Regions from separate parts of the Mus musculus genome. Here regions 1, 2, 4, 5 and 6 are each linked to region 3. The links are chromatin contacts, called in public Hi-C, HiChIP or PLAC-seq and promoter capture Hi-C maps. All regions are on one chromosome and are shown on one strand. Each heading gives the region's core, a stretch centred on a gene start, on an enhancer-like site or on the middle of the called end of the contact. The rest is flanking DNA. Distances are from core to core; before and after follow the strand shown. Region 1 has its middle 150 kb from the start of Plcxd3. Region 2 has its middle 19 kb from the start of Plcxd3. Region 3 holds the start of C7 (complement component 7). Region 4 overlaps Oxct1 (3-oxoacid CoA transferase 1). Region 5 overlaps Plcxd3 (phosphatidylinositol-specific phospholipase C, X domain containing 3). Region 6 holds the start of Plcxd3 (phosphatidylinositol-specific phospholipase C, X domain containing 3).

Evidence for each region. Promoter capture Hi-C pulls out the DNA fragments that hold promoters and counts their contacts. A called contact is a pair of places that touch in the nucleus more often than the background predicts. HiChIP or PLAC-seq counts read pairs in DNA pulled down with a chosen protein or histone mark.
Region 1: a contact with region 3 is called in a Hi-C map of the N1E-115 cell line, with 8 times the contacts expected there. The contact joins the enhancer-like site here to the promoter of C7 in region 3. A contact is called at or near these places in 9 of 39 promoter capture datasets (the C10 cell line, cranial neural crest, embryonic stem cells and 4 more), 1 of 484 Hi-C or Micro-C datasets (the N1E-115 cell line) and 1 of 9 other capture datasets (adipose tissue).
Region 2: a contact with region 3 is called in a Hi-C map of the N1E-115 cell line, with 7 times the contacts expected there. The contact joins the enhancer-like site here to the promoter of C7 in region 3. A contact is called at or near these places in 4 of 39 promoter capture datasets (the 3T3-L1 cell line, the C10 cell line, cranial neural crest and 1 more), 1 of 484 Hi-C or Micro-C datasets (the N1E-115 cell line) and 1 of 115 datasets of contacts at active chromatin or transcription factors (embryonic stem cells).
Region 4: a contact with region 3 is called in an H3K27ac HiChIP or PLAC-seq map of oligodendrocyte precursor cells, with 25 times the contacts expected there. The contact joins the enhancer-like site here to the promoter of C7 in region 3. A contact is called at or near these places in 4 of 39 promoter capture datasets (cranial neural crest, frontonasal cranial neural crest, hippocampal neurons and 1 more) and 1 of 115 datasets of contacts at active chromatin or transcription factors (oligodendrocyte precursor cells).
Region 5: a contact with region 3 is called in a Hi-C map of the N1E-115 cell line, with 4 times the contacts expected there. The contact joins the enhancer-like site here to the promoter of C7 in region 3. A contact is called at or near these places in 11 of 39 promoter capture datasets (the 3T3-L1 cell line, cranial neural crest, embryonic stem cells and 6 more), 13 of 484 Hi-C or Micro-C datasets (the N1E-115 cell line, cerebral cortex, embryonic fibroblasts and 4 more) and 2 of 9 other capture datasets (adipose tissue and embryonic stem cells).
Region 6: a contact with region 3 is called in a promoter capture Hi-C map of stem cell-derived epiblast-like cells, with 7 times the contacts expected there. The contact joins the promoter of Plcxd3 here to the promoter of C7 in region 3. A contact is called at or near these places in 9 of 39 promoter capture datasets (the 3T3-L1 cell line, cranial neural crest, embryonic stem cells and 4 more), 6 of 484 Hi-C or Micro-C datasets (the N1E-115 cell line, cerebral cortex, cortical neurons and 2 more), 2 of 115 datasets of contacts at active chromatin or transcription factors (astrocytes and forebrain) and 2 of 9 other capture datasets (adipose tissue and pancreatic islet).

Annotation. Positions count from the first base shown.
Region 1 is chr15:4,226,085-4,230,720 of GRCm38.p6, reverse strand. No RefSeq gene overlaps it. Among named protein-coding and RNA genes, the nearest start is that of Plcxd3, 150 kb to the left of the region's middle. Within about 2 kb of position 2,515, at least 9 of the 459 cell types and tissues checked have an H3K27ac peak or open chromatin away from gene starts, as enhancers often do. A contact at or near this core is called in the N1E-115 cell line and second pharyngeal arch cranial neural crest, where this site is marked.
Region 2 is chr15:4,354,077-4,358,434 of GRCm38.p6, reverse strand. No RefSeq gene overlaps it. Among named protein-coding and RNA genes, the nearest start is that of Plcxd3, 19 kb to the left of the region's middle. Within about 2 kb of position 1,779, at least 8 of the 459 cell types and tissues checked have an H3K27ac peak or open chromatin away from gene starts, as enhancers often do. A contact at or near this core is called in the N1E-115 cell line, where this site is marked.
Region 3 is chr15:5,061,879-5,066,238 of GRCm38.p6, reverse strand. It overlaps C7 (complement component 7), which reads left to right and starts at 2,466. Exons shown (of 18, transcript NM_001243837.1): 1 at 2,466-2,582. The coding sequence starts at 2,577.
Region 4 is chr15:4,121,533-4,126,186 of GRCm38.p6, reverse strand. The region is part of intron 13 of Oxct1 (3-oxoacid CoA transferase 1); the gene reads right to left. Among named protein-coding and RNA genes, the nearest start is that of BC037032, 96 kb to the right of the region's middle. Within about 2 kb of position 1,331, at least 26 of the 459 cell types and tissues checked have an H3K27ac peak or open chromatin away from gene starts, as enhancers often do. A contact at or near this core is called in oligodendrocyte precursor cells, where this site is marked.
Region 5 is chr15:4,501,865-4,506,386 of GRCm38.p6, reverse strand. All of the region lies in intron 1 of Plcxd3 (phosphatidylinositol-specific phospholipase C, X domain containing 3), which reads right to left. Among named protein-coding and RNA genes, the nearest start is that of Plcxd3, 130 kb to the right of the region's middle. Within about 2 kb of position 2,311, at least 4 of the 459 cell types and tissues checked have an H3K27ac peak or open chromatin away from gene starts, as enhancers often do. A contact at or near this core is called in the N1E-115 cell line, where this site is marked.
Region 6 is chr15:4,373,695-4,378,215 of GRCm38.p6, reverse strand. It overlaps Plcxd3 (phosphatidylinositol-specific phospholipase C, X domain containing 3), which reads right to left and starts at 2,725. Exons shown (of 3, transcript NM_177355.3): 1 at 2,401-2,725. The coding sequence starts at 2,503.

The DNA of each region.
Region 1 (4,636 bases), core at 1,266-3,765, 840 kb after region 3:
GAGACTAAAGAACACAGACCCTCCTGACTTATGAACATCCATCCAACTTAGCCTCAGTCTAGATACAAGAAGGTTATCTATTATAATGGAGTTGTGGAAATGAGAGAAGCTTTGAGTTAGTCAACTAGAAACAAAATGAGCCAGATCCTAATAGGTGTTGGAAAAGAACAGACCCCAGTCAGGTGAGGAAGGGAATGTAGAAAACTTTAACTATTGGAATCAGGTGACTTATCACTGGTGTTTGGAGTAGAGCAACTGCTTCTGGGAACGGATGCCAGGACTCCTGGTCTCTGCTATGTGCACCCCTTACATCTCTTAAAAGATTTCTCTTAAGTGAGATATTGCTATAATTGCTGAGGAAACACAGTAGCACAGATCAGGACTAACCTGATTTCATGTGCTCTACTGGAAGCAATCACTGTAGAAGAAAGCACTAAGACTGCCCCAGTTTAAACTCTTGGTGACGCCTGTAATCAAATATGGCTGTGTCTGTTACCAAGTAGGCTGTATATGAATAAGGACTGAGTTAAACATGATATAAAGACCTGCCTTTGTTGCACCTGCAGTTTTGCCTGGAATCTATATCATTGGGGAGTGTTATGACGGAGTGGAAGGCTAGAAGACGGAACTGAATGATAGGCAGCGTGTATAGAAGAGGAGTTAGCCTCTGGACAGGTGGCTGAGCCTCGAGCAAATGAAATGAGGTAAAGAGCAGTGTGGATCCTCTTCCAAGAGGCTGACATCTTACATGTACATCTTACATCTTTTGAATATTCATGACCCTCATATCTACATATTCAAATCCTCATCCTGATTATGGCATTAGGAGGTCGGACCTTCAAGGAGTAATTAAGCATTGATCTTAATCCTTTATATGGTGGGACCCAAGGGGAACATGTCTCTTCACACATGTGAAGTCATAGTGAGATGCTGTTGTCTATGAATGAAGCAGTAGGCTGTCCCCAGACAAGACCTCTCAAATTCATGAGCTCTGACTTCATGGCTGTTTAAACTATGAGAAGCACAATTTTACTGATTACAAGCCAAGTAACCTATGGAATTTTGTAATGCCAACTTAACAAGAATGAACTAAAATAACTCTACAGCCAGGGATAGAGCAGCTTATTGAGACAGAAATATAAAAATTAAGCATTTAGAGCTGGAGCTTGCCTCTGGGCTGTTACGGCTGGTACTACAATGGTTTCCTACAAGTGGCTCTATGAATTTTAACTACATTTGTTTACTGATATACTCCAAAGGTAATAGTTACATTTCATCTAAGCTCTTAGTGAACTATAAAAGGAACGACCTGATCTGAAACAAGTACACATAGAGCTGAATGGTTTTTTCTTCCAAAAATAGCTAAAACGGGGAGAAGGCTTTTTTGTTTTTTGTTTATTTGTTGTTTTATGCAGGTTGAAATTTCTCCTCCTCCTTGAAGAAGGAAATTAAATATTTTAAATGGATGGCCTAATTATTGAATTTAAAAATATTTTAAACTTATAAAATAAAATGAATATATTTGTTTTAATTAGGAGTTGACAAGTTGTAAAAAGTCATAATAAACAAAAGAAAATAAATTGTCATTTTTTTAACAACTGATAAGACTATATACTTCAAGAGATGATTTGCCTATTGTATTACCGAATCAATTATCTTGTATGTTCTTGCCTCTCTATTGTCTAAAACAAAAGAGTCTTCGATGGTTAGGTAACTGATTTTAGGGATCACCTTGTAAACCTCAGGATTCATTAGACTGAACTTCAATTTGCAACAAATATTTTAGAACTGATTCACCTTATCTATTCTTTATCCTGATTTTGAGTCTAAATTGGATGAATTGGTTGAGATTTAAAATTGAAATGATATTACTTTTATGGAACTATTTTTTTTTTTGTCTTAATAGAAGTCAAAAGTACTATAGTTAGAAGCTGCTTACAAGAACATAGCCTGATGTTGATTGGGTGTTCTCATATTTATGACCATTTACATTTTCAGAGAAGGTTTTGTTCCCTTGAGCGCTCTCATCCAGATTAGTATATGTGTCTGGGTTTAATGTTCAGAAAACATTGACATTACATAGATAGCAAGGGCCATATAGATTTTTACCAATTTTCCCATTTTCACTTAGAAAGCAAATTGGCTGAGATGAGAAAACTGTCACACAGTGAAAAGTTACTTAAAGAACACATGCTTAAAATGGACACACCAGTTAGTTCCTGAGCCACATCTAGAATTCAGCTTATTAGAATGCAGATTGGGCTCAAGAAAAATCATTGCAAAAGGCAATTCTCAGTGGGCGGGGAAACCTCACAAATCAGTAATGCTGAAGGGGACATGGGGATGAAAGGTAATTTAAGACACCCATGAGTGTGCGAGGTATGCAGAAGTTTTAAGACAGACTTAGGCTGTTAAAAGACAACAAGAAAGCCATTTGTTTGAGCTGTATCTGAGAGGGCAGCTCTCTCAGGGCTGACAAAAGACAGCAGCTGGTGAGATCTACCAGCTGTGCCGCAGTGCTGTCTCAGGAGATAAGTAGACAGGAAACCAGACCACCTCTGCAAGGCACAAATGGCTTTCGTCTTCCCGTGGGTTCACTTTTTAAGGAGCACAGGAATAGTGTCGCCCATCATCAGACTTCTTGTCCAACCAGAATCTCAGAAAGTTATCTTACATTGAGATAGCATCTTGACAGATGTCAGCAAAGACTTTTAAGCCAAAAATATCCTAAATTTACACTGGGCTCCAAATAGAAATGCCTATTTATTCATCCTTATGAACAAAGCAACAACTCATAGATATGGAAAGGATGAATCCATAAAATTAGAAGCAGTGATTGAAGTTAGATGCCAGAACACAGTCCTAGGAGCTATGAGAAGCTAGAAGAGACAAGGACAGAGCTTTCAAAGCAAGTGTGGTACTTTGCATACCTTGGGTTCAGACTACTAGCCTCCAGACTAGAAGATGACGAATTCATATACTGTTAAGCCATTAAGGTTTTCAGTAGCTTGCCGTCGTTGCAGATCTAGAAAACTTAAACCAAGGGTCAGCGCCTCTGTGACATTGCCCGTGACAGTGGTAAGTTCCTCCTAGCCACAGCATCTGACTAACTGTATGTAGAAAGGCTTCCTCAGATTCACTAACAACAGCTCATTTGTCAGTAGTGCAAGATCCAGAGCAGATAGTCAATGCATGAGAGAGATGAAGTTAGTCAAGTGGAGAACTCATTATGTACTGTCTCGATTTTAGAAATTTCACATATGTGGAGAAATAGCATATGGAAAGATTCAAATGTAAATTGAGTGTCAACTTGTCAGAGGATAACTGGCTCCCAGAGGGATTTGATATGTACTTTAAAAATAAATGCAGGTTATAGCAGATTGCCCAAGTACTAAGTATTGGGAAAAATGTAATCATAGGTGTGTTGCTTTTGCCACCCAAAGTGATACAGCATAAAGTTCATAGCACCAGAGGCTCCCAAGAGATGTTATTGAAAGCAAGGTGCAAAGATGCCAGTTGGGTTTTTGTAATTAAGTCTGTCTAACAAATGGATGAAGTACACTGCACATGATGCTATTTAATGGTGCGAATTCGCAAGCTGGTTCTGTTCCCACATTAGTAAGGATGAATGGAGCCTTCAGATTTATATTTTATGTATGAAATACTTTTGGAGCAATGCCATATCTAATCAAGTCAAGGTCAACACAAACTCTGATCTTCACTTTTCTTTCTTTATACAATAAAGATTCAAATATATCATGGCAACTTTGAAAATCTCCCAGCTCTACTTCTTGCCTTTCCAGATTGGGATTCCATCATTCACTTGCTTCAGGGAACTTTGCTATCTATGCAATCTAGTCATTACTTTCTAAGTTCTAAGACCAACTCCTCTGTCACTGATATCTACCTTCCTGGCACACTTTCAATATTTCAAGTTCCCCAGTTGTGATTTGAGTAAATTGTAGTTGGTATATGCTGTGGATGGGTAAACAAATCTGAGGTGGAAAACATTCTGGAAAAGTATCACAAAGAGAAAATGGAGATATCGTTAGATTTGCCTATGGCCTGAAATGTGATGTTATTTATATTTCTTTTTTTTTAATTTAAGGTTATTTTTTAAATTTTAATTAGGTATTTTCTTCATTTACATTTCCAATGCTATCCCAAAAGTCCCCCATACCCTCCCCCCCCACTCCCCTACCCACCCACTCCCACTTCTTGGCCCTGGTGTTCCCCTGTACTGAGGCATGTAAAGTTTGCAAGACCAAGGGGCCTCTCTTTCCACTGATGGCCAAATAGGCCATCTTCTGATACATATGCAGCTGGAGACACGAGCTCTGGGGTACTGGTTAGTTCATATTGTTGTTCCTCCTATAGGGTTGCAGACCCCTTTAGCTCCTTGGGTACTTTGTCTAGCTCCTCCATTGGGGGCCTTGTGATCCATCCAATAGCTGACTGTGAGCATCCACTTCTGTGTTTGCTAGGCCCCGGCATAATCTCACAAGACACAGTTATATCAGGGTCCTTTCAGTAAAATCTTGCTAGTGTATGCAATGGTGCCAGCGTTTGGAGGCTATTTATGGGATGGATCCCCGGATATGGCAGTCTCTAGATGCTCCATCCTTTCATCTCAGCT
Region 2 (4,358 bases), core at 530-3,029, 710 kb after region 3:
TTAAGCTCCTCATTGAGATAGATAGTAATATTTAATTTGATCAGTAAAAATTAAATTTGGCCAGTCAAAATCCGTTCTCAGTATAGATTTTAGATGATCTGAATTTTCTAAAATCAATACAGTCATTTCTTTAAATGAGTTTTCTCTTTCAAAAAGTAGCAAAACCAATTTGAGTGACTTTCAGATTTGGTTACCCTAGACTAAGAAAAAGTGACCTGATAATACTTTCAGCTGGTTTGGTTGGGAAATATTCTTTCTGTTTCATTGTTTAATTTTATTTCCTGTTGCTGTGATATTCACTCAAAGGGAACAAGGATTTATTGATGCTCACATTTCAAGGATGCAGTCCACCACGTCAGAGAACACATAACAGCAAGATCATGAAGCATCTGGTCCCACTGCATACACAGTCAGGAAGGAAAGAGCAATGAATGTTTCTAAGCAGCAAGATTTCTTCTTTTTATTCACTCCGGTAATAAAAAGCCCTGGAAATGGTACCACCCAATTTTACCATCTCAATTACCTAATTACCATCTCAATTAACCTAATCAAGACAATTCCTCACAGCCATTCCCAGACACTAACAGGTGTATCTGGAGGCCGGCATGTCTACTTGATTCCAAGTTCCATCAACTTGGCAACTAATACTTAGTGTACTGATCATGAAAAAATGGTGCCCGGAGATGACCCATCATCAATCAAGTTTGAGATAGTTTCTCTTCCTTTAACCTATCCCTTCTTCTGAATCTCCCTTCCCCTTCTCAATTTAGATCCCCCACTTCCCCATATCTCCCATCAGATCACTGACACCCTGCTATTCCTCTCTCTTGCTCCCTACTCACTCCCCTGCTCTGACAATTGTCTACTTCTACCTCTCTGGCTTCTGCAGTTATGGCAGGATATGTACTCATATCTGAAGATTCGAAGCTAAGAGCCTGAGAGGAGAGAGCATATGCAGTGCTGTCCTCCGGAGTCTGGGAAGTCCCACTCTGTGTGATCTTTTCTAATGCTGTCTATTTACCTGCGGAGTTCATTTTTTAGTTTTCTTTACAGGTGAGTAGTATTCCATAGAGTATAAGCACCACATTTTGGGTATCCATTTGTCATTTAGGTGGTTTCTGTTCCCTAGCTATTATGAACAGAGCAGTAATGAGCATGGCTGAGTAAAAATCTGCAGAATAGGATATCAAGTCTTTTGGGCAAATGCCAAGGGGTAGTATAGCTAGGTCCTATGATAGGTTTATATTTCATTTATTGATAGTTATCCACACTGATTCTATAGTGGCTGCACCAATCTGATATCCCACCAACAGTGGGTTAAGGGTCCCTGTTTTTCCTTAATCAATTGAGCATTTGTGATTGGTCATATTGTTGATCTTGGTCATTCTAACTGGGTTTGATAAAATCTTAAATTCATTTGCATTTCTCTAGTTGCTAGGGACAGTAAACAGTTTCACAAATGTTTTCTAGCCATATTTTTATTCTTTAGAACTCTCTGTTCAGGTCCTATGCCCATTTTTAAAGTGAGTCATTTGTTTTTTGCTTTCTAGGGTTTTCTTTTTTTTTCCTTTTGATTCTTTATCAGCAAAAAATTCTAATTGTGTTGAAGAGTAAATTTTGCTATTTAGTCTTTAATAAACAGGCCCAGGCACAGCAAGACCCACCCTGTAGCAAGGAATGTCCGGCCATAAAAGATAAGAAAAGGAATGCAAGAACTGGCCAGAGCTGTCAAGGCTGACTCAATAGCCATCTGGCAGGATGGCGCCTCCCTGGGTGGCGCCTCCCTCAGTCCACCGTAAATCATACATTAACCAGATGTCCTGCGAACCTCGATAAGTCCCAGGCCCTTATGGCCTCCCTACGCCCTAGCTGGCACGTACTACCCTGTTAACTTGTAATCAACCCACTGACATTTAAATGAGCCAATCTTGTGTAACCGTGCCAATTCTTTCTACTCCTCCCTTTTGGTTTGTGGTTTTGCCTTTATAAATCTGTGAAAAGTTTAGGCCGGGTTCAAACTCCTCTACCCCTTGCGTGGTGTATGAGTCTCGACCCCAGCATGCTGGTTTGAGTGCTCCTTTGTTGCTTGTGTGCCATTAAAGCCTCGTGTGGTTACAGCAAGTTCGGTCTCAGTGTCTCACTGGGTGCATGCCTTCCCGAGACTTGAGTGAGGGTCTCCCTTCGGGGGTCTTTCAGTGTAAATAACAAGCTTAAATCAAACTTAGGCTAGAAAACAATTTACATTACTCTAATATGATAACCTAGACTTATTATTTATTCCATATAATCAATATAATGAGACAATTTATTAGGCACCTTTCATTCTAAAGGATCTTGTCTTATATGAATGATTTTATATTAATTGTGACTATTTTGAAGGGTGTTATTTCCCTAATTTCTTTCTCAGCCTTTTTATCCTTTGTGTAGTGAAAGGCCACTGATTTGTTTGAGTTAATTTTATATCCAGCTACTGCACTGAACTTGTTGATCAAGTTTAGGAGTTCTCTGGTGAAATTTTTGGGGTCACTTATACATACTATCATATCATCTGCAAATAGTGATATTTTGACTTCTTCTTTTCCAATTTGTATGCCTTTGAATTCCTTTTGTTGTCTAATTGCTCTGGCTAGGACTTCAAGTATTATATTGAATAGGTAGGGAGAAAATGAGCAGCGTTGTCTAGTCCCTGCTTTTAGTGGAATTGCTCCCAGTTTCTCACCACTTACTTTGATGTTGGCTACTAGTGTGCTGTATATTGTTTTTATTATGTTTAAGTATGGGCCTTGAGTTCCTGATCTTCCCAAGACTTTTATCATGAAGGGGTGTTGGACTTTGTCAAATGCTTTCTCAGCTTCTAATTAGATGATCATGGGGTTTTTCCCTTTGAGTTTCATTATATAGTGGATTAAATTGATGGATTTCCATATATTGAACCATCCTTGCATCCCTGAGATGAAGCCTACTTGACCATGATGGATGATCATTTTGATGTGTTCTTGGATTTGGTTTGCGAGAATTTTATTGAGTATTTTTCATCGATCTTCATAAGGGAAATCAGTCAGAAGTTGTCTTTCTTTGTTGTGTCTTTGTGTGCTTTAGGTATCAGAGTAATACCTTGATGTGACTCTAACTTAGGAACTGAAAGACGTGGTGGCACCCACCTTTAATCCCAGCACTTGGGAGGCAGAGGCAGGTGGATTTCTGAGTTCGAGGCTAGCCTGGTCTACAAAGTGAGTTTCAGGACAGCCAGGGCTATACAGAGAAACCCTGTCTCGAAAAAAACAAAAAACAAAACAAAACAAAACAAAAAAAACTATTCTCAATAATGAAAGAACCTCTCGTGGAATCACCATGCCTAACCTCAAGCTGTACTAAAGAGCAATTATCATAAAAACTGCATGGTACTGGTACAGCAACAGATAGGTAGATCAAAGGAACAGAATTGAAGAAGACCCAGAAATGAACCCACAAACTATAGTCACTTGATCTTTGACAAAGGAACTAAAACCATCCAGTGGAAAGAAGACAGCATCTTTAACAAATGGTGTTGGCTCAACTGGCAGTTAGCATGTAGAAGAGTGCAAATTGATCCATTCTTATCTCCTTGTACAAAAAGCTTAGGTCTATGTGGATCAAGGAATTCCACATAAAACCAGAGACACTGAAACTTATAGAGGAGAAAGTGGGGAAGAGCCTTGAAGATATGGGCACAGGGGAAGGATTCCTGAACAGTACAGCAATGGCTTGTGCTGTAAGATCAAGAATGACAAATGGGACCTCATCAAACTGCAAAGCTTCTGTAAGGCAAAGGACACTGTCAATCAATCCTAAATTTGATAGGGGGATAATATCCAACATATATATATATATATATATATATATATATATATATATATATATATATATATATATATCCCCAGCCTGAAATATGGCTGAACAGGCTTGACTGTTATCACTAGGATCACTAGGAGATCACCGGTGGTAGAGTCTGCCACACTATCATTCTACCACTCCCACTGCTGCTACCTGCTACCTAGCTGTTCTAGAGTATTCACATGGTCACCTGAAGCTGGAATCCGAAGATGATTTGGTGGGAATGGGCCCCTCCCCCTTTTTCATAAGCCTGTGTTTCCGAATATTAAAATTGAGCTTTGATCAGGATCTTGTCTTAGCTCCATTGTTTCTCTTGTCCATCTAGTTCCCTCTATTTCAGCCCGAGTCTGCTGCTTCAGCCATACCCTGTTCCTCTCGAGCCACTGGGCAGCCCACAACAGTTTGGCACCTGGACAGGGACCTGAAGAATGGCAGAAGGAAGCTGAGAGGACACTGTCTGTGTAGAGGTCCACGGGAAAGTAAAG
Region 3 (4,360 bases), core at 1,217-3,716:
TGAATGAAAGAAAACTAAATTCAAGACTTCAAAGCCCTAGCCAAAAAGTTTATTCAAGGTCCATGACTCACGCGGCTTGCTAGTTAGGAGGGCTTTTTGGGCTTAGAACAAAGAACAAAGGCTGTAAAGTCATCCCAGGAACCAACTAGCCATAAAGATAGGGAAGACATACAAGAATGTCTGGACTGGCCCGGCGCCTCCCTATCTCCCGTCCTTCTGACCTAAGTTAAATGTTAACCAGATGCTCTGCTGTTACCTTGATCTGCATGCATGTACAGTCTGCTGATGTTTAAATGGACCAATCATGTGAAACCACGCCAATTCCTCAAATCCCTAGCTTTCAAGTCTCGTGGTCAAATCCACTGTCTCCTGCGTGAGATATGTTTCGACCCAGAGCTCCGCCATTAAACTGCCTCGTGTATTTACATCAAGACGGTCCTTTTCGTGATTTTTGGGTGCACGCCGAATCGGGAACAGAGTGGGGGTTTCCCCACTAGGTTCTTTCAGCTATGTTATGAGAATCTTTTTAGACTTTCTGTCTGTCTTTTAAAGGCTTTTTTTTTTAAACTGAAAAATCCCACGTTATGCTTCCAGTTCCTCTCCTGTACGTACACATGACCCCCATTTGACTCATCCTGATTCACAGTTTCCATTCTTCCTTAAGTGCTTTCCAGACACTGGTTCCCAACTGACCCTTTGGAAAGGTCCACAAAGCTTATGCCAGCAGCCAAACTGCCAGCAGTACAGACCGAATCTATATTGAAAGCTCTTATCCTAATGGTTTCCCCATTGGCAATTCAAACAGATAAACACCCATGTGACATTGTAGCATTAAAGGTCAATCAAGGGAAAGTTATTTCCTTCTGGTCCAGAGAATGGACTCTATGGCCCCGGGTGGAGACAGTCCAGTTGGGCTGATTAGTCACCTGGCTTAGATTCACCTAACACCAGGCTTTTAAGCTGGGAGGAATATTTATCCCTTCAATGAGATAATGAGCTTTTCCTTCTGAGAATTCTACCTTCTGTGTATCTGCTAAAGTCATGGTTCTGTTAGGTGTGTCTGCCCTTCTGAGTCCTAACTCAGAAAGGTAACATTTCCCTTTTCTTCTCTTCTGTCTCAGCTGCTGCTAGAGATTAAGATACGTCCTGCTCCCTCTGGGACCATAACAAAGGAAGCATTTAGTTCTACATCACGCCCTGAGACTATGGTGACACAGTCTGCTTCTTTATGAGTCTGCTTCTTTAAAAAGTTGAATCAGAGCTGGAGGAGTGGCTCAGCAGTTAAGAACACTTGCTGCTCCTGCAGAGGATCCAGGTTCAGTTCCCAGAATCCACGTGGTGACTTAAAACTATGTATAACTCTGGTTCCAGGGGACCTAAGGCCCTCCTTTGGCCTCTGAGGACCCCAGGCACACAGAGGGATGGTAGCCATCCATCCATGCCTGCAAACACTCATGTACATGAAATAAAATAACTTAGAACAAAGAAAACTGAAAACTGGCCATAATGATGTCTCAGTGGGCAAAGGTGCTTGTGACCAAGCCTGAAAACTGGAGTTTGATTCTCAGAACTCACATGGTGGAAGCGGGGAACAGATTCCTTTGACTTCACATGCAGGCTGTAGCCCCCAAACACTTTTTGCGATTAATCTGTGAAAGTCAAAGAAAAAAAAATGTTATTCTCCATTTGTTTCCAGGAAAAAAAAAATCCATTCTCAAACATAGAATTTACTTTTCACAGATGGAGCTACATCCAGATCTACTACAGCTTAAACCTATCCTCCAAAATTTAGTACCCATCGTACATTAGTGGTTATTTTGAGGAAGGGCTTCTAAGCAATAGATGAAGTCATGAGAATGGGGCTCCTATTTTTAGCACTAGTGGTTTTTAAATGACCAAAGAGAGACTTTTGCTACCACACTTATGATGTCTCTCCAAGTGATACCTTGTGTCAGGATGCTTAAAGACAAACTCTCATAGATATTATGTGGATACTGGTTCCATGCTCTTGTATTTCCTCGTTTTCAGAATTATGAGACAAATACAATTTTATATTTTAAAGATCTGAGTCTCAAGTACTTTGTTATTAAAACAGAAAATGGATCAAGAACTCTCCTTTCACAAAGCAATCTCAAAATCTGCTTTATAATATCTGTTAAGAGAATCATGAGAACATGCACTCAGTTTAGTAGATTAAAGTAGTAAAAAGGTTTTGCCCTTATGTTACAGTCTCCTTTGGTTGGAAATCACTTAAATGATGAACTGAAGACATTTACTGTCTTTCCTAATTAACAGATATACTTCCCAGAAACATATCTGTGATTTCCAAATGGTCCCAGCTGGTTGCAGCAAAGGTCTGTGTAACTGATAAAATGCATCTGGCATCAAGGCACAGGTCAAGTACAGAGGCAGGCTCTCTGTGTCCCTGGAGAGTCTGGTGAAGACTCAGCACAGCTGGCTTTATAAGTGAGCAGAAAAAGAATTCAGAGCAGGACAGACTGTGGGGGAGACAAGAGCCTGCCTGTCTTTACAGATGAAATTTTCTTGTTCTCTTCTGTACTGAGTGTTTCCCAAGCATGCAGGTAAGATAATAATGTATGGCTTATATAGTTGAAGGCACCTCAAAGGGGAAGGTCACACTTATCTGAAAGAAATCAAAGAAGAGCAAGATGTGGAAAACGTGGAGGTAAAAGGTCTATGAGTGACTTGAAAAATAATCCTTATATAAGTAAAATTTTAATAGTTCAGCCAAAGTGAATGGGTCTTTCTTGCTTTGCAGTTATAGTCTGAGAGAGTTGGGACAAGGGAACTGAAGATAGTGTTTATGGAAATCCCAAGAAAGCAATACAGGAACACAATGGCACCCTTGTTACTTCTACGGCATAAGTTGTATCCAGTTTGATCATTTATTAATTCTCATTTTGGGCCATGCAGCAAGGTCCTGCTTAGATTATAGAAGAGCTTTATAGAAAGTGGAATCTGTAGCTTTGGAAAGTTAGAATTTAAAATCTTGAGTAAAAGGGTCAGGGCTGTGAGGGCAGAAATGTAAGAACAGGAGTGCAGCTATGGGCTTATCAACATAGATGTTAAACCATCACAAAATAATTGAATTATATATTTTTAAAAGTTACTATGCAATGAACAACCAAAGGCAGAAATCATTGTTACAGGATGAAATTTTAAGATGGAAAACCAAGCTGGAATTGCTATTATTATTTGTGTGTTCATAGGTATGTGTGCATGCCAGATGGTATCCTCCTCCATTGCTGGCCTTCTTTTCTTTTTTTTCCTTTTTTTTTTCCCTTTTCTTTTTGAGATCAGGTTTCTTACTGAAGCTTGCACTCGCCTGCATGACTAGTCTTGCTATACCCTCCTGTCTCTGCATCTCCAGTACTGGGATCATAGGTATATACTGCTGCGCTTGGCTTTTTATGTGGATGCTTGTGTGTATGTGCAGGGTTTGGAGGCAGTTTCTACAAGCACCACAGCCATTAGAGTATCAAACCATGGGAGGCAAGAAGGAAATTTGGTTTAATATAACTCAGTTAACTGCTGTTGGTTTGAAAAACTTTGAAAGTCTGACACCGGGTAGTTTATTTTAGGCATATTTAAGCACAGCACAATATGGAAAAAGTATCCTGATGCTAACCCAGTCCCACGTACTCAAGACATGATTACATATATTTTGGTCAAGTCCAAGTGGCATCTTCCATAAAGATAGGCTCTATGTATTTACTAAGGAAGCAGGCTCAAGTTGGCTCAAGGTAAACTAACTTGGGATAAGTCTCTTGGGGCAGGATAGTGCTGTAGATTGACTGAGATAAAGAGGCTCAAGATTAAGGGTCAGAAGGAGCTAGTTCCACCTGGCCATCCAGATAGAGCAGAGGTCACCAGGTTAATAAATATTAACTACATTCATCCCCAGCCTTCTGAGCAGGTTATACACCTCTCTCTCTCTCTCTCTCTCTCTCTCTCTCTCTCTCTCTCTGGAGAGACAACCATGTGTTTTAATGTTTTAATATTCCTGGTTTTCCAAGTGCTTATCTGTGAGCACAAGGATCTGCATGCCTCTTACAGATGCTGGGGACCAAACTCAGATCCTTACGTGTGCACAGCAGGTGCCTTACCAAATGAGCCAGATTTGATATTTAAAAACAAACATGCTGCATTAGCAAACTGGGCAATGTGGATTGCCCCACAGTTAATGTGCTGCCCACCTGTCCAGAACCCATACTCACTAGTGAAGTTGGAGAAGGACCCAGATGTAGATTTTCAGTAACCTTTGAATGAAGTAGTTAAAAGTTGAATGTAAACTGCCAAGTTGATGCACTGAAGGCTACAATGTTACAGCAACAAAGAA
Region 4 (4,654 bases), core at 82-2,581, 940 kb after region 3:
GGGCTTGCTCAACTTAACTGAATGTGATGCACACATTTGAAATCACTTCAATTAGTTAAATACTTACAGATAACCTCCTGGGTACAGAGCACTCAGCTGGCAGAAACAGAACTTGAAACAATTTCAGAAAAGCTACCTGTTTGCCTCTGTTTAAAAGGGTCCTCTCTTTACACACTCACTGTATATGAAGTTTTCATGGCTCAGGTAAGTGATCTGATGTTCTCTAGCCCACAAAACACAGGCTAGAGATTTTACAGCACCATCTTAACCTCTAAATGCCTGCTTTCCACAAGCAAAAGATGCCCAAGAATGAACAACTGTTATACTCTGTGTGACATTGCCAAATCTCAAACCTCTCTGACCTAAACTAAGACTATGTATCTCTGCCATAAAGCCATGGTATACCCTGCATACAACAACATATGGAAGTATATGATATATATATATATATATATATATATATATATATATATATATCCCCAACATGCCGATAAGTGACCTTTGCCTGGGTCCCTTCAGTATGTAATTCTACTATTACTGGGACTTTGTCCTTCCTTCCTCCTGACTCCTTTTCCCCTACACCACAAATATCTGGATGAAGGAAGTAAGCAATGGGCTTGTTCCCATTGCACCAGGACAGTGAGGAGGCATCTGGTAACTGCCTGGACAAAGGATGGCAGGAAGGGGTGACAGCAATCTTACCAGGAGGGGATTTCAGTAAACTTACCCTCACTTGGAGAAAGCAATACTGAAAAATAGTACCACGGTGCTCCCAAATCAATGTGTTTCTAGTAGTAACTACAAAATCTGCAGGTATTCAGTTCTCTTAACTCTTTTAGTATGCTCAACGTATTGGAAAAAGAAAACAGGTTGTTTCCTACCATCTGAACACCCAAAGGATTCCTGAAACATAATCAATTACTGAAGGAAGACAAGTGGCTCTATCTAGACTGGCAAGAACAAAAAGAGAAACAAGCAGCTATGGAAGGCAAACTCACCATTATCCCTCACCTTGGGTTATCAGTATTTGTGGGAGACTAAGCCACTTGTTTCCCAGCTCTACTGCAGTTAAACATAGCAATGGGCCTGGATTCCAGACAAAGGGAAAGGGGGAGGTAATATTCGTGACTTTAAGATGTTAGCTCATAACAAGTCTTGTCTGAATCCTTCATATTCTTCCACCTTCTACTGTATGGGCACAAAAAGGCAAAGTGAGGGAAGACTGGTGAGCTCCTGGGTCCTTACAAAGCTCACTTACTCAGAACCGTGCCCTACTGTTCAACATCAACAGGAAGTAAACTGCTTAAGCAGGAAGACCTGTTTGGTACAGCAGCTATTGTAACCAACCCATTGATGTGGTATTGAGCAAGTGCATTAACATCAGCAGAAAACTCAGTGTAGAACAAGAGCTACTTATATAATGGAACAAACGGAAGGGAGTTAGCAAGGCTCTTCAGAGGCAAGAGGAAGGTGACTCCTCCAGACACTGTGCTGGGAATCATAATTTACTGCTCTATCCAAACGTCCAGCACATCATCTGACATTTTTAAAGCTAAGCTATTGCTTCTCGTGAATGAGCGAGGGAGCGCGAATTGAACAGATCTGTTAAGGGAACAGCTGGAAAGGGATAAAGATTCCACTTTCACATTCATCTTCCTTCACCGGACTCAATACCCTATTCAACCTAGACAACAAAAAGCTAAATAAATGAGAAGATTAAGGAACTAAAAATAGGCCTTTAAATAAATCATGAGAGATGACACTTGTGGAAGATTGCCATGTAATGAAGAAGAGGGTTTGGACATGAATGAGCACTGGGCAGGGTGACACCAGGTGTAACCTCTTTAACTCTCATTGCACACACATATTTCTTGAATGGCGTAACTTTAGATCTGGACTGTATGCCCTCTAGTATAATGGGGAGATGATTGCTGGGTGCTCAGCTTATAACCATCTCATCATTTTTCATTTAAGGGCCAACCCTGACATCAAGCATGGAAAGAATGCAAAAAAAAAAAAAAATGAGCTAGAAATGTGGTAGTCTCCAATACAACAGAATCACACAATACTTCAGTCTGCTATGCAAGTACCAAGATGAAAATCAGAAATACAAGGCCATTAGTGTTTTCAATAAAATCCTAGTATATAGAATTTACTTAAAAATCAGCATTTTCAATGTATTTCATCTGCTTTTTTCGCCAGTGTAGCAAACTACAAATGTTAAATTATATGCAAAAAAAGAAATAGTCGGCCATCAATGGGAAGAGAGGCCCTTGGTCTTACAAAGATTATATGCCCCAGTAAAAGGGAATGCCAGGGCCAGGAAGCAGGAGTGGGTGGGTTAGGGAGCAGGGCAGGGGGAGGGTAAGGGGACTTTTGGAGAGGAAACTAGGAAAGGGGATAGCATTTGAAATGTAAATGAAGAAAATATCTAATAAAAAAAAGAAACAGTCAAGCTCTCAACATGATCATGTAATTTTTGGTGATTTTACAAGGAGTTTGAATATTTGGGGAGGTACTGCAAAATATGCTTTAAATAAAATACAAAACATGTTGAAAAATTATTCATGACACCATCTTTTTCATTAGGCCATAAATAGCAACAGTTCATTTCTGGATTGTTAGTGTTCAGTCTTCTGGTATGAAGTGAGAAACCCTTAGTTGTATATAGAAACCGTTTTGTAGCATTTTTTAGTGGTGGCATGTGCCACAGAAGGAAATGTGAACCCATGGCAAGTATAAGGAAAGGATGGCTGTGGGGCGAATTATTAATAAAACTGGTGCTCGCTTCTCAGTATTAAACTCCAGAACATGAAGTACCCACCTCAGTCCAAATATAAGCCTCTTTATTTCTGTCTTCCCCATTATTAAATACTGCTCAAGGGAAGAAAAGTTCTCCTTAGCATGCTCCCCGCGAAAGCAGGAGAGAAACAATGAGAGATGGTTAAATAATAACATTTGTTAAAACACAAAGAAAACAGGCTATAACCGTTTTTCTTTAGGGAAAATGAAGATTTTCAATTTGCCTTAGTTTACAACAAAGTTACAGCATAATGCTTTCCCTTTTTCTTTCTTTCTTTCTTTTTTTTTTTTTTTTTTTTTTTTTTTGCATTAAACTTAGTTTTCAAAACCCCCCAAAAGGCTGCAACTCCCCTTTCATCAATTTAATTCCACTTCCCAGGACAAGTGAATTGATCATGTAAATGAACTCGTACAGGACTGGAAATATAATTATATCCTCTTTTGGTAGGCAGGTAAAATAGCTTATGCATCGTAAATATCAGTTATCCATCATAGAGTGGCCTTTCCAAACGCAAACTGCAATAAACTTGACATTTCATTTTAATAAGCACTTTTATTCCTGTTCTTGTAAGGACCTGTTTCATCAGCTGTAACCTGCCCTGGGCGCCTCTAGATTTAGCCCTCAGAGTTGGAACCTGGTTCCTTCCTAGCCTGTGTCTCTCTGCAGTGAGAGAGACCTGGTCCCAGTGAGCTTCCTAGCAGGGGTCTGATTCAGGAGGCACCTTTGGAGCTCACATCCTCCTACAGTCTGTTACACCAACTGTGTGGAACTATATACTCAATGCTCATAGTCAGCTATGGGATGGAACACAGGGCCCCCAATGGAGGAGCTAGAGAAAGTAGCCAAGGAGCTAAAGGGATCTGCAACCCTATAGGTGGAACAACAATATGAACTAACCAGTACCCCCCAGAGCTCGTGTCTCTAGCTGCATATGTAGCAGAAGATGGCTTAGTCGGCCATCAGTGAAAAGAGAGGCCCCTTGGTCGTGCAAGCTTTATATGCCCCAGTACAGGGGAACACCAGGGCCAAGAAGTGGGAGTGGGTGGGTAGGGGAGTGGGGGGGGGGTAAGGGGGACTTTTGGGATAGCATTGGAAATGTAAATGAAGAAAATACCTAATTTAAAAAAAAAGAAGAAAAGAAAAGAAACATCTGTATCTATTAGGAAGTACCTAAAATTAAAAAAAAAAGAAAATTTCCATAGCACAAGCCTTGCCAGGATCTGGCTCTAAGGCTCCTTCCTACCATCCTTGTACCCTTAATTTGACCACCAAAGCATCAAAAGTATGGTGGTCAAATTAAGGGTTCTCTCCCAGGCCCCAATAAGGTATTAATAACTTTTTTATATAATAACTCATATCCTCCTCAGGGCTCAGTTCTAAGCCCATGTTATTTCATAAACTTCCAAAATATATTGAATTTGTTTATTTTTTTCAAAGAAGGAAAGTATCATTTACAAGCTGACCAAGGAAAAAGAGCTTACGAAACCTAATAACTCAGGCTCTGGCCATGAATTAAGGCTCTGCCTCAGACTTGTCAGGCACTCTCCCCATCTCTGGGCATACAGAATTCCTTGCTTTGAACACCTCAGAGTTCCTGTTGCCCTCCTTTGTTCCTGGGATAGAAAGGCATCAACAGTGCAAATTCTAAAGCCTTAATACCATTACTATTTTCTTACAAATATTCAAAGAGTCAACCTTATTTCCTAGAAGTACAAAGAATAAACCCCACTATAATAGATAGAATTATAGAATAAGAACCATGTATCAACTTAAAAATATTCTTGATAGTTACACAGAATAATTTGCAACCACATGCATTTTCTAGTTTCAGACCTAATTCCTGAAAATGAA
Region 5 (4,522 bases), core at 1,062-3,561, 560 kb after region 3:
ATTAAATGGCACAGAGTTATAGCTTAACATGCATACTTCATCTGACCAACCAAGTGCATAGAAAATGCATTTTTAAATATTAAACATGACATGTCTGGTAAAACGGTGCAGTGAATCCTTTTGCAATTGAAAATCCAACATCATGCTTTAATTTTAACATCTCTTTGGACAAGTCTAGGAGTTCATGTTGTTTGAATTCTACCTTATCTTACCCCAGAGACCATAAATTAAAGAGGTGACTTATCTTTGCTATTTTGGTCCAAGGTTCCAGATGCTAAATGTGGAAGTCCTGTTACATTGATGCCTTCCAGGAATAAGGAGGCAAAATATTCATGGAGAAGTCTATATACTTCCTGTATCCTTTACCTAAGCCAGTAGATGTGCTCATGGCAAATCCTTTAAAAGTGACAGTTCCCGGTCAAGGGGCAGAAAATTGCCACCCTTGATGCCAACTAGAAACTCTCTCACACATATGCATTTCTTCTTCAAGATTATGAACAGATCTATAAGAAAAGCAATTGAAAGACTAAAGTACTCGTAGTGGACCTTTCACTTTCCAAAGCAATATGCTCTCTACTGGACACTGCTCAGCATTAAGTTAGATGGATTCATGACCACAAGCTTTGCTGTGCAGTGCGCCACTCTCCCAATAATAACACGTAACAACCGGCTAACCTAGAATCACAACCCTGGGTACCAAACACTTCCACAAAGGGCAGATACAGGGATCTAGACAAAGAACAACAACAACAACAACAAAACAAAAAAAACCCAAACAAACAAAAAACCAACCTATTTTTAAATTTCAAAGACCTAGAGCACTGTCTGTCAGATAGTGAAATGTAGTAACAGACTCTTTTGCCATTGAGTCACCTGCAGCAGTAGGATTTAAGCAAGGGTGATTTTGACTCTGGTGTATTTGGAAATGTAAGGAGACACTCTGGTTGGTACAACCCAAAGGGACTATTTAGAATATTTATCTAACAATTTTAAAATCATTAAATAGTCTGGGAATCTATTGGGCACATGACACTGTAGTGTATGATCTGTGTATGTGCCTATGAATAGACAGGGATTGTGAGAAAGATTTACAAAAAAATGGTAAGGATGGGAAAGGTAGTTAATTTTATCAAGTCTGTTCAATGATTTGCTTCCTCCTCTGATGAACTGATCATTTGATAGGGAATTACAGAGCATCTGTTATGTATCATATCATCCATTAGGACAAGCGTTTGGAAATAAAACAGTATACAAGCGTTATCTGGATGTTTCCTTATGGTGTTCATGTTACAGTGAAGAGAAACAGGCAGGAAACTCACTATTTATCACACAGTATGATAAATGCTAGAATGAACTGCACAGGACACTTTCAGATAAAACAGTAGTTTAGTCCTGAGTAGGATTTGATCTGCTAGAGGAAATTACCAGCGAATGCAAAGGGTGAGAACACACCCCCAAACACATGCAACCATTCAGACAATATTTCCCCAATGTTGATGCACATCTGCTTCACATGGGAGCTTGTTAAAATTTAACTAATTTAACCAAGACCAGTGAAGCATGAGACGTGGCACATCTAAAAACTCTCCTGTGCTGTGAATACCATTGTCTTGACCACCACTCTTGGAGCAGTGAGTTTTCAAGATACTTCTTAGCTCTTCAGCTTCCTGTGACATCATCCTCTCTCCCTAAATCCTGTCTCTCCTGTCTCACTTTCAATGCTCAACTTTTCAGGACAGATAAATGCAAGCATACATAGACACACATCAACACTGATACCTGCATCCACACAGAGACATAAAAACACACAGAGATACCAGAATGCTCACATGGACAAACATGCACAGATTTTTGTGTATGTGATCTGTGTTATGTCTAGATGAGTCTCTTTTAAGTTTGGATGGTATTGTATTGTTCATGATTTGGGCTACTTTTAAAATACTAAATCAAAAATAGGGCTGATCATTTTCTATTAATAAAATATTAATGTTTCTGAAATAAATTTGGCAAACATTTTAAGTTCATTTCTTGATACTCAGAAAAACCTCTGGCAGTGGTTCTGTATCTCCTAATGGAGAAGCTGAACTTAAGTCTATAAGCTTCAGAATAAGGGGTAGTTCATATCCCTCTCCCCACTGAGAGCACCGAAATGCATTATCTTTCGAACATTTTCATTTCCAAATTCATAATGATCACCCTTCCAGATGCAGTGAGTCATGAAGTAGGATGAATCAATGCTGACTAAATACTAAGCAAGGTGCAGGCAGAAGGTTTGTCCCTGAACGAAATGTAAAAAATATAGAGAAAAATAGCACATTGTATCAAGAATTGTCCTTGACTGCTTTGGCATAGCTCAGGGGGAATTCAAAAGGGACCTGACTCCAACGGAATGATTTGGAAGATAACCAGAAAAGAGAACCAACTGGTTCCCTGAGGAATTCTGCCCTATCCCTGCCTCCAAGGCTCAGAAGAGCTTAAAAGGATAGAATGGTCTGGACTACCTAAAAAGAGTCGTGTTTAATTTATGATTAAAAACCCATAGAAATCTGTTTTTCACAGCAAAGTGGTGGATTCTTTGCACAACCATTGCCCCAGAATTGTGCTATGAAATTAAAGAAAAAAGTATTTTCTGTTGCTTTTGATAGTGATCTAGTGCTCATGGAGTGTACTTAATGTGAACCATTCACTACAGTTCCAGGAACATTTGGCTTCTTTCTTCTTCTTGAACACATTAAGCTTATTCTCACTTCATCTTCTTCTTAGGATTCCCCACTGCCTGTTAACCTACATATTCAAATGTGAACTTTGACATCATCTCCTTAAATAAACTGCTGTATCCAACATGTGTGACTCATCCAAAGCTTTGCGTTTTGTCTCGAAGACATAACTGAATTGTGTTTTCTTCTTAGCATTTATAACTAACTTCATGCTTAATTTTCAATTGGTTATTTTCTATCCTCCCCCCGGAGATACTGAATTTCATAAGAATAAGATGAAATCTATCTTATTATTGCATTTCCCAACAAAACACAGTGGTTGGCATGTGAGAGACACCTAATAATGGTACATGAAATAATGAAATACTATCTTTCCTTCTCTGTACATATCAATCTCTGCATCCATCAATGGGATTGATGAAACTATTTACAATGATTATGAAATGAATTAACTGATAAATATAAAGAATGGTTTACTAAGAAATTGAGAAGTATTAGCTTTTACTATCACCCTGAGTCTGTGTTTCTACATTTAACAGGGAGCCCTGAAGAGAACTGACTGCTTTTCCAAAGGTCCTGAGTTCAAATCCTAGCAACCACATGGTGGCTCACAACCATCAGTAATGAGATTTGATGCCTCTTCTGGAGTGTCTGAAGATAGCAACAGTGTACTTACATATAATAAATAAATAAATCTTCGAAAACTATATTTAAAAATGAGCTAACTGGAAGGAAGCATGGATCAGAATTGCACTGAAAGGCTGTAAACACCCTTGACTGTGGTAGATAATTATTTGCAAGCCATTGTCATTTTTATTCCTTGGACCACGAGTTGCTTTTTCTGTGCTATATGTCATAGTATCACTCAAGACTATTCAGATCCAAAATGCTCTCTTTATGCACACAAGGTCCAGGCTCTTACTGTGAGTGTTGAGTCCTCTGGTGTCCAGAGGTGTTACCAACAGCTTTTCCTCTACTCAAGCTTCTGAAGGGTCCTCAAGTCGGGGGCAGGTTGGTGTAGAACATCTCTTCCCCATGATCGTTGTGTGCTTATGACAGTAAGCATAAACTGCATTTTATATAGCAGCCATTGAAGGAGAAACAGAGGAGGCTCAACCTTCCATGTGGTAAATATGCACAGTGAGAGGAAGCCATTTAGGGATCTTTCCAGTCCAGGCTTCCTCTTTCCTCTTTAGGAGTTAATTCTATAAGATGCTGAGGTTTTGTTTTGTTTTTGAATCTCATGTCTCCCTCTGTCATTTTCTCCTTTGGGCCTCCTATTGCAGGCAGCATAGAGTTTGGGGTAGCCTTTGATGTCTGTAGCAACAGGGAAGATATGACTGCCTAGCCAAAGAATGAATGATCTGGAGAAAGGAGAGGAGAAGGTTGGCTAAATCCATATCACTAAAGTCACCTGTTCTGAAATGAAGCAAGACAAAGTGCCCTATGGAGTTTTTATTTCCCAGAAGACAAAAACAAACCTGGAAACAAATAAGCAGTCTGGTTATTCAATTCTTAGATTTGAGAGCCAGAAGACCTCTGAAGTCCAACTATTTATTTTTGTCTTGTATGTCTGGCACTACTTATTTTCCTTTTATGGATAATGAAACCCCAAAATAACACACATTACCCTTAATCATGTTTGTGCTACAGAAAAAAATAAGTCTCCTTGAAATACAAGCCTTTGATTCCATCATGCTCACAAAACACCACTTCTTGCCAACAGCTGGGTTGTTTTTCTTAACAAAGACACGTTTGGGTTTGGGGATATTTCCTTTGCTTTCTTTCCTGTTTCTCATTCTCTT
Region 6 (4,521 bases), core at 1,476-3,975, 690 kb after region 3:
GTGTGTGTGTGTGTATCTGTGTTTCTGTGTGTCGTGTCTGTATGTATGCATATGTGTCTGCCTTTGTGTGCTTGTGTATGTCTGTGTGTATCTACGTGTGAATGTGTATGTGTCTGTGTGACTTTTGATTGTGTGTGTGTGTGTGTTTGTGTGAGTGTGTGTGTATGTTTCTTGGAAGTATTGGGGTAAAATTACAAGGCTTTATAGGACATTTTTGGAAATACAGGGAAAGTCCATATCATCCAAATACGTCATTTTTATGTCACTCCCAGAAGACCATCAGAAAATTGAAGCCTCTGACCTCAGTGTTTTACTTAGTCCCATGAAAGAGAGAAGGAAAATTACCCTATGTCTACAGATATCTCACTCCATACTTTGGTAAGAACTTGTTGCTTCTGAGTTATGCTCACATAAATCTCAAAGCCCCCGAATTCCTAGGAAATATTCCATAAAATCTCTTTTAAGGATCAGATCACTAAACTGATTTTAGGTCATTTGCTTGCACTGAGTTTCTGGGTCTTGTCTTTGTTTTGTTCTGAGGGGCACGTTGCTTGGTTTTAGTCCGTGAACTAGAAATGGGAATTCTCGCACTGCCTGCTTTGGGGAGGATGTGACCTAGCATGCACAAGTTGGCTTTGAGAAAGTGAAGTGTTACAGACATTATGGTAAGCTTTAAACATGGCATCACGCCATCCCTCAGAGCTGGGATGCTACCTCAGGCGTTTAACCCCCTTGAATCTCTAGAGATTACCTTCACAGAGACCTAGCACCTCAGTCCTTGAACTTATTACCAGCTCAGTTCAGGAAGCTGGTCAACCACATGAAAACAAGAAACCAAATAAAAACTAAAGGAGGAAGAGGTTGCCTGTGGAAGGGAGAGTGGAGTTTTCACTAGCAAAGTTGTGTGCTTTCTACTCCTTCAGAAGAGCAATGCCCAGACTCATGGGTATAAAATATGTACAGAAAGAAACTGGGTTGTGCTCTGGCAGAGATATCTAGGTCCCAGAAAGTCATCTGTTGAGAAAGGGCAAAAGCAGGGACAACCTTTTTCTGAGGACGGAGATTTCAACAACCTGTGCCTGTCCTTGCCACTAAACATCCACTACAACTGAGTTGTTACTGGTTAGTTCCAATGCTTGTTGATTGGACCCTGGGGTTTTTTTCCCCCAGAAAACTGTTTTATTTCTTCCTTGTCTTCGTATTTCTTAAGTCTCACTTCGACTCTTTTCCTCTAAACTCCATCATGTTTTCTCCCCTGGGGTGGGGTGAAGGGGTTGGTGGGCAGGGGCAGGCGTAGATAGAGCAGATCAGAGGAAGTAGACCAGAAGGTTGAACTTAAAAAACTCAGCTACACTCCGGGCAGGGGTTGATTATCTACGAGTAATTTGCCCTCCAGCCTAGTCTGGTAAGAATGGGTGTGCACACTTTCAGCCAAATTGCTAGAGAAATGTAAGCATTTCTCCAGCTGCTGCACTCACAAACTGCCCAGAAACAATCTTCTCTCTTAGATACCTGAGTTAGGGACTACTGTGTGCTCTGACCTGGAAACCTGGCCAGTGCTCTGGTCCAAGCCATGCACACCATACAAACACATCTTGATGCTACCCTTCTAAACCCTGCTTGCTTTCCTCCGGACTACCTGCTAGGTCACCTTTTCCAGGGCCATCTGTTCATCATTCCCATCTCTAAACTGTGCCTCACACGGTCTCACTGCCTGGCTTCTGTCTAGAGCCGCAAATGTGCAAGGGTCTGCTTTCTCGACCCAAGGAGCTCTGCCTTAAGCAGCTCTTTGACCAGACTGACTCGCTCCCCATCCAAGCCAATGAGGAAAGGCTTGCTTTCAGCTTCTTGCCCCATTCAGCTCTTTGTCAAGGACAGTGATCCTGCTGCCACCACAGATCCCGAACTTTCATCACTCTTCAGAAAGCGCTTTGTCTCTTTAAAGGAGACTGGGGACGAATATTAATGATTCCAGTAGATTCTAACAGCAAAGCTATCAAATTCTCCCAAGTCCATGCCAGCGATGGTCTCAGTGACGTTCTGGAGCCGAACTCTTAAGATAGCCAGCTCCCTCCCATAGCGAGCGCACCACGGAGCCACAGACTAAGGAACCTGACCTGCCTACTCCCCAGCCCCCGCCAGAATCTTCAAGGAAAACCGTAGAAAAAGGTCTCAGGGAGCGATCCTGGAACCACCTTCTCCTCTGCCCCAGCCCTCCGGACACAGTCTGCTTCTGAAGCCCAGGGGAAGCAGTCACCTTGACACCCCGTGCCAGGGTCTTCCAAGATTTGGAAAACCCGGGGACCCACCCCCTGGATGAGCATCCTTCCCGCAGACACAGGCGAAGTTAGCACTGGGTGTAAAATGAAGCAGGGCGAGGCAGGGGCAGTGGGCACCTACCTGGGATGGCTAAATTGGTGAGGGGGATGCTGTGGATGCTCTCAGGCAGAGTTGCCATCCAGTCGGCGAATTTCAGCTCGTTTTTCCCCTGAGATGAGGCCATGGTGCCGGTCTGCTTGCCGCCGCGCTAGTCGCCACACTCCTAGGCACAGGCTGGCAGCTGCTGCCGTTAAGCCAATGTTTGCTTCGGCCCCGCTAGAGTTTACACTCCGCTCTGCGCCACACCCACAGGATGGCGCAGACACATGCTCATTTTAATAATTATTCAAAAACACCCCATGCTCCCTCCTTGCCTTGCCAGACTCCACTGCCGGGGCTTTTGTTCCTGACGTCCGTGCTCTGCTCTCTGCTCTTTCCCCTCCCTCCAGACTCCCTCCTCCCGTCTCACCCCTCCTAGGTGGCTCTGCCTTTCTTTGCCATTTTGCAGCTTCCCACCTCTTCTTGTTATTAGTCCTTCATCCTTAAAACAAACAAACAAACAAACATACAAAAATAAAATTTAAAAACTTCGTTTTCCGAGCTGCTTTGTCCCTCGTCTTTCTCTGTCCCTTGGTGAGAGTTCCTAGTCCAGTTTGCATGAAAGGCAGTCTTGCGGTCGAATCTAAAAATCCTGGTAGACTTTGGCATGTTGTTACCTCCTGAAGAGCAAATTCATCTTTGGCTCTCAACACTTTCCATTCTTCCCAAAGAGTGTTCCTTTCCCTAAGCCACAAAAGAGTGTGCCCTTTCTCAGCAAAGAGTCCTCCGACTTATTTATACAAAATGGAGGTCTTTATTTATCACTTTGCCTGATGTTTTAAGGAGCTGATTGATACACGTGGTGAGCAGGAAGGACAGTATATTCTCTTCTATATTAATCCCTGGTCCCAGGCATTTCACGGGTCAAGGGGCACTGCCACAGGTTGTGAAGACCTTCATTGATGCAGTTCCTTTCTGGGTTTCACGGCACTCAGGAAAAGATGAAAGTCTGGGACTGGAAGGAACCACGTCTCCCAATGACATGCTGTAATTACTGCCAGTAGCATTTGGTGGAATGTATTTGGCACCACTTGAAGTGATCTATGTGATTGTTTGGATCTTCATTCCTTGGCAGACTAAAGAGATGTGTCTCTCCAGAGAGAAATCGCTCATGTGGCTCCAGAGAAATGTCTGGGTCCACCTGTTCCGCAGTGAGAAAGAGAAAGAATCTAACCTTACAAATGTGGCAAGACCAGCATTGGCCTGAACAGGACTGTATGAGTCAGAGTGACCATGTGCTAGGCCATTACCACTCAGAGACTAAGGATGGGCAAAAGGAGCTGGCTTTCCTATGGAGGGACGTGTAAATTCTATTCCCAGAGGAAATCCTATTAGGCTGAAGAAATTAGAATCAAGGTTGGAGAGACAGCACTGAGCAACATGAGAGTAATCATTTCAGTTCAGTAAACCCATTTAACATTTTAAAAGCCCCAGAGCCTTTTTATTTTGTGCAAGGATGCTGTGACCAAAGAAAATTCCCTATCTATTCGAAATTACTTTGGGGGAAGGTAGAGGGAGGAGAGAGGATGTCTAACTCTTTTGATCAAATTTTCTTACTCTCCCCATGGAAACAGTCCATCGTGTCTTGAAGACATGGTTGGTCTATCTTTAGGAATGAGGATGAGATGTACTGAAACTTCTGCTCAGAGAACTCTTTACATTCTCGGTAGCACAGCACATCCTTGTATGCTTTTAGCTAGAATGCGAATCATCTCTGCTTGTTGGCAAAGAGATTTATAAGCCCCGCTCTTCTGACTAATGCCAGTGTTTTAAGGGTAACACATTGAGGCAGCAACTCAGAATCACACTGGAGAGTTAGCCACACTGTGTGTGAGCAAAGTCCTCCAGTGCCTGTTAGTCCTGTGTTTTCCATTACACAGTCATGACTACTGAGAGACTTGTGGTGACACTTTCAGGTGTGCTTGCTGAAATAGCAGGATCTGCACCCTCACTTTTCCTTGTCTATTTGGAGACTATTCTAGACTTTGAAAGTATTCTTTCCAGGGTGGTCAATTAATTATGCAACCTGTGAGGTATTGTTCTGTAAGATGTACTTCAAAAATACTCTTTATCCAAATGTATTGTGAGGATGTGTCCTAAAAA